Linked DNA regions of Macaca mulatta: region 2 is linked to region 1. The links are chromatin contacts, called in public Hi-C maps. All regions are on one chromosome and are shown on one strand. The core of a region is the stretch at or near the end of the contact, and the rest is flanking DNA. Distances in the headings are between cores, read along the strand shown. Region 1 has its middle 24 kb from the start of PTGS1. Region 2 overlaps MORN5 (MORN repeat containing 5).

Region 1 (2,932 bases), core at 121-2,620:
TATGACACATGTATTTGGGTATATGAATATATGATATATTTTACATGATGAACACAAGGCATGTAAATCCATGTCTTATGATGTCTTTGGATGTACTGTATCGATATGTGGCTTATGAAATTAGACAAGCACATACTTGAGGGGTGTGATACACATATGGTCTACCTGGGGTCTGCATATGTATACATCTAAGCTGCAGGCATGGGCATAAATGTGCACATGGCACACAGTAGGACACCTGTGTGCATAGAAGTGATACATATTATAGATACAGATGCCATAGAGAGAGATCAGATGTAGGCCAGGTGGTGGCTTATGCCTGTAATCCCAGCACTTTGGAAGACTGAGGCAGGTGGATCACTTGAGCCCAGGAGTTCAAGACCAGCCTGGGCAACATGGCGAAACCCTTCTCTACAAAAAATAGAAAAATTAGCTAGGTGCGGTGGTGTGCACCTGTAGTCCCAGCTACTCAGGAGGCTAAGGCAAGAGAATTGCTTGAGCCTGGGAGGTGGAGGTTGCAGTGAGCTGAGATTGTGCCACTGCACTTCAGCCTGGGTGATGGGAGTGAAACCCTGTCTCAAAAAAAAAAAAAAAAAAAAATGCATGTAGCAGATATAGTATGCATGTAACATATTAGACTATGTACATACTGTATACCATGCATTTATATGGTCTAGTATGTGCAGATGTATGTGAGGTGCTTATGCATGGGGTATTTATAGGCATGTGGATGTAAGCAGAGTGTGTTTGTGTAATACATATTCTTGGAGGTATATATTGTATATACTTTTGAGATATATCTGTTTGTGATACGTATTTTGTGCATCTTTGCTCCAGTGTCACCTTAAGTTAAAATATCCATAGCCACCCTGTTTAAAACAGTCCCAATTTCCCACCACAGTCCCTTCTTCCCTTTTCTCCATGAAAGTGTCGATTTTTAATATACCATATAATGCAGTAATTTAGTATGTTCTGTTGTTTCCTCCCTCACTAGAGCATAAACTTCAGAAGTCCAAAGCTCTTAGTTTTTGTTGTATTGGCCACCATCAATTACAGCCCACTGCAGCTTGTAACTCATGGGCTCAAGCGCTCCTCCCTCCTCACCTTCCCGAGTAGCTGGGATTACAGGCGCGCGCTACCACGCCTGGCCAGCTTTTCTGTTTGTTCACGCTGGACCCCCAGTGCCTGGCACAGGGCCTGGCCCCTGGTAGATGCCCACCCACTCAGCCACCACGTGTGGAAGCAACACATGGATGTCGGCGCAGGCAATGCGGCTGTGTGGGGCACGTGAAGCGTGCAGTGGAGACTTAGGTGCATGGCACAGACACGCATGTCACAAGGGGTGCGACCAGCAGAAGGCGTGTGCGCGCGCCTGAGTACATGACGGTCGCCTGCCCGCTGCCGCCTGGCTATCGCTAGGTCACCTCGCACCCTCGCCCGGCAGCCCTCGGTGGGCTGCCCCGGCAATCTCCCGGGGCGCGACCCCCTGTACCCCGGGCTGCCGTCATTTTCCGGCGGCCGCAGGGCGGGGAGTGAGCTGGCCGCGGCCCGGCTGGGCCGGCAGGAAGCGCGCATTGTTTGCGGGCCGCGGCCCAGCAGGGAGTTCCCGGCCCCGCGAAGACATAAAAGGAGAAAGAGCGCCCGCGGTGCGGCCCGGGCGGCCGGGGGAAGCGCGGCCCCGCGCTCCGCTGACCCTGGTGTCCATTCCCGGCTCCGCCCCTTGGCTTCGATGCACGGGTTCGAATCCCGGCTCGCCGCATCCCTGAACCTGGGAAATAAACGTTGTCTGCTGGAAGCCTATCTCAGGGAAGACCCACGTGCTCGCCCCCTCCACTCTCCGCGTCCAGTTTCCTGCCCTGCTAAAAACCCAACAGTCTCCTGAAAAGAGAAGGTGCACAGTGAAACCCAGGATTTCGGAGAACGGTTTCACCAGCTAGGAAACCTACCACTGTAGCTTGAGCCATGCCCCACATCTCTGGCCTAAAACACCCTCTTCTGAGGGGAACGTTATCTGCAGGCACTTTTATGGATGGGAAACTGAGGCCTGGAAGAGGAAAAACTTGCTCAAGGCCTTCAATCACAAAAACCCTATTGTGCAAAATTTTTACCAACTCAGGGACTTTCTCCCATGCTTAGAGGCGTAGCCACTTTCATGGTGGTTGTTGATTGAAAAACTGATGGAAGGATCACTTACTGGGTGAACCGGCGTCACACCTGATGCTTACTGAATCCTCACACCCCTTTTAGAGGTGGACATGAGTAAACTGAGGCCCAGAGAGATAAAGTGTCTTGCCCAAGCTGGTTAAGGAACGGGGCTCGTTGGCCTTGCTCTGGTTTGGGAGATATTACTCCTGACAATGCTGGCACCATAATCTTGGGCGGGGACATATTTGCATAAGGGTTAAGATCTAAACAAGTCAGGAAAAAGTAAGGAGTTAGCAACCCCACCCATTGCAGCCCAGCCCAGCCCATAGTATTAAGCCTGGATTGTCCTCTTGCCTCTTTGGGGGGAAAAGGTAGGAAAGGAAAAGGTTGAATCTTCACAGTTCCCACAGGGGCCCAGAGAGGTTAAGTGAGTGGCACCAGGTCACACAGCAAAATGGCTGTGAAACAGAGGCTCCACCCACACACAGCCAGACCTCTGTTTTTGGGGAGAACCCTCTTCTGCATTCTGAAATTCTGGGGACCTGTCCTGAGGTGTCTTCACCCACTGGGCCAGGAGATTCTGATTATGGAGAAACGGCCTACCCTCCACCCCTGTCCCTGCCCAGTCGGGGAACCCTACACCCGGGGGTAATTGAGATCAGATGCAGCTGTGGCTCACAGAATGCTCCCTAGGAACCTGGAAGCATTTATTGTCTGGAAGAGAATCCAGGGCCGTCCTCCCTCCCTTGCTGTCCCCTCCCCAGGCGGCCCAGCAGAAAGTGGATCG
Region 2 (3,016 bases), core at 74-2,573, 220 kb before region 1:
ACTTCACCCACCTCTGTCTACTTTTTTAATGTGTTACTAGAAAATGTAAGATGACATGTGGCATGTCTCTGTGGCCTATGCTACATTTCTATTAGACACCAGAGGTCTGGAAGACACTACAGATCCCAGTCCCCCATCCCCCGCCTTTCCTACCCTGGTCCTCTCACTTCCCATCCAGATGACAGGGCTGCCAGTGTGGTGTTTGGGAGAGGGGCCCCCTGGACTGGAAGCAGGGACTGAGTTCCAGTCCCTCCCAGTGCACTCAGACCTAGGGCACAGGATGGGGCATCTGCCTCAGTTTCCCCTATCCTCCCCCCACTTCTGCATCTGGCCTGGTCCTGCCCCATTCCTCCCCACCTCCTGAGACCTGACCAGGCCATCCTTTATGCTTATCTCTTGGATCCTGGAATCACCCCATGGTCTCATTCCTGAACCAGAAAGGCACCTGAATAGGGCCACAGCCACCAACTCAGAAGTCCCTGGGGGGCTCAGCCGTGTGTCCAACACCTCCACTTTAACCCGGCCAGTCAACTCGCCTTCCACACCTCACTCTCCCCTTGCACTTTTCTCCTTCCCTTAGGCCACTCCTCTAGTCCAGGCCTCATCCATTCACTCAGCAAGTATCTACTGAGCCCCGGTGTACCAGGCACTCTTGTTGGTCCTTAATATACTTCAGTGAACGAGGCAGACAAACCCCTCAGCTCTCATGAGCTGGCATCCCAGTGAGGAAAACAGAGAATAAACAAGAAACTGAAGACAAGTACATGGTACATGTTAGAAGGTGTAAATGCTAATGAGGAAAAAGAATAGAGCTGGGTAAGGAAGATTGGCACCACACTGACCTCCCTGCCTCCAGGCTGACCTCTGACCCATCCTCCATGGGCTGCTGGAGGGATCTCAGCTCCAGCCATGCTACTTCCCTGCTTCGAAGCCCTCACTGGCTCCCCAGTGCCTCCCGGTGAAGGTCCAAGCTCCTTAGCCCAGTATGCAGAGCGTCCCCATGATCTGGCCCTGCCAATCTCATCTTCCTGCCAGCAGCTCCACGGCATGCTCTCCAGCACCACCCTGCCTTTCCCTCTGCCGAGAATGCCCTTCTCACATTCCTATGTCAGTAGGCTTGTGCTCACCCTTAAAGGCTCCTCTCACTGCCACATGTGTCACACTAAAGGCTCCTCTTACTGTCACATGGAGACCCACATGTGTGGGCAGGTTTGCGCCCACACATGTGAGTCTCTCCATGTTCTAGGCCTGTGTGCATGCTGCAGCTACACACCTGCCACTGCCATAGCTCTCACATGCATGTGCAGATTCTCTGTGAGCAGGCACGCCACATTCCCTTGCGTGCTCCTCCTCCTTGGAGAGGCCCTGTCAGGGGCAGGGGCTGCCCAGGTATGTCTGACTTCCTAAAGCCTTAGCGGGAACAGGCGCTGTGATTCAGGAAGTCGCCATGGCAACCGCCGGGCCCTCCTGCCATCTCCTGCAATCAGCGCTGGGACCCGGCCACCCGCTGGGCTTCCTGGAGATTCATTCTCTATGATTTGAGGCTGGGGGGAAGAGGCATGGAGGAGTCTCTTAACCCCCTGGCCCCCGCCCTTCCTACCCTGGTCCTCTCTCTTCCCATCCAGGATGGCAGGGCTGCCAGGCTGGAACGGTGTGGTGTTTGGGAGAGGGGTCTCCTGGACTGGAAGCAGGGACTGAGTTCCAGTTCCAAATAAGAACTTGTGTGGCCTTGGATAGATCCCTTCCTCTCTCTGCGCCTCCGTTTCCTCCCCCATGAGATGCCTCTCTTGTAGGGTCTCTGTGGGGTCTGGGGCAGTAACGTGGCATGTATTAGATGTTCAGTTAATGCTGTCATAGAAACTGAAGGTCTAAAACAATCCATTGCTTTTACCGAGTTTTAGGGCACTCTCCCATCTGTTCGTCTGCAACAGCCCTTGAGGTGAGCTTTTTCATGTCAATTTGACAGAAGAAGAGCCTAAGTTCAGAGAGGTGGAGAGAAGGAGGTGGTGGGAGAAGTCTGGGGTTGCTGGGGAGCCCCAGGGAAAAGACTGTCTGGGAAGGATGGTGCTTGGGATGGTTCTTTCTCTGCCAGCATACACAGATGACCCTGCCTCCCTTCCACTTCCTGACAAGAATCTGGCCCTCATCTCAGGCTGGAGCTGGGGAGGTGGGGGGGCCTCCTAAATCCCAGGGACCTCCTCAATAGAAAGAGCCCTGACTGGAGGCAGGAGGCCTGCGTTCCAATCCTAACTGGCTGTGTGACCTGCGGGAAGGGGAAAGGGGCAAGGGGTCACTTGACATGTCTGAGCCCCCTAGATTAGAGGATAAGCCAGATGACCCTAAGGGCACATCCTGCTCACATGGGCTGGGGTTCCTAGTCTAGATCAAGACAAGCTTTTGGGACATTGCAATCCTGGGCTATGGTGACCTGTGAGTTTGCCCAATACCATGGCACAGACCTCTCCCACAGACAGATGGGCCTGGCCTCACACATGCTCTTGGAGAGACTGGAAACAGGACAGTGTCTTTGTTCTCCCAGCTCCACCAGGGTTTGAGTTTCTTCATCATGATGCTGCAGTGTCTATTTCTCCATCTCTCTCCAGTCTTTGCTGGGAAAGTCACCCCTAGCGAGAGAAGAGGCACCACGTTTGCCACTAGCCTCGGGCCGCTTTCATGCCCATGGTCCCACCTAATCCCTACAACCACTCTGCCAAGTAGACCTTACTTCCTGCATTTCATGGGTGAGGAAATGAAGGCTCAGAGAAGTGGAGTGACTTGCTCAAGGTCACACAGCTAATAAATAAGTGGCTGAGCTGGGAATTGAATCCAGGTCCCCTGGATCCCAGATCCCAGTAGGAAGACCATTCTCAATTTCTGCTTTGCCTAACTGCCTAGTCCCACTCTCAGTGACAGCTCTGCTACCTGGAACTCCTCTCCTTCCTCTTTCTGGGGTCCCAGGTACTATCCGTGGCACTGCTTTCTCCTTATCCAGGCAGGAAAGGTGCTTAGACTCAGA

What was found. A called contact is a pair of places that touch in the nucleus more often than the background predicts.
Region 2: a Hi-C map of blood shows a contact between it and region 1, with 8 times the contacts expected there. The contact joins two enhancer-like sites. A contact is called at or near these places in 9 of 14 Hi-C or Micro-C datasets (CD4 T cells, blood, cortical neurons and 5 more).

Annotation. Positions count from the first base shown.
Region 1 is chr15:35,847,904-35,850,835 of T2T-MMU8v2.0, reverse strand. No RefSeq gene overlaps it. Among named protein-coding and RNA genes, the nearest start is that of PTGS1, 24 kb to the right of the region's middle. Within about 2 kb of position 1,370, at least 7 of the 40 cell types and tissues checked have an H3K27ac peak or open chromatin away from gene starts, as enhancers often do.
Region 2 is chr15:36,071,613-36,074,628 of T2T-MMU8v2.0, reverse strand. All of the region lies in intron 1 of MORN5 (MORN repeat containing 5), which reads left to right. NDUFA8 (NADH:ubiquinone oxidoreductase subunit A8) reads right to left here. Exons shown (of 4, transcript XM_077968089.1): 4 at 2,117-2,624. The coding sequence ends at 2,619. Among named protein-coding and RNA genes, the nearest start is that of NDUFA8, 28 kb to the right of the region's middle. Within about 2 kb of position 1,323, at least 6 of the 40 cell types and tissues checked have an H3K27ac peak or open chromatin away from gene starts, as enhancers often do.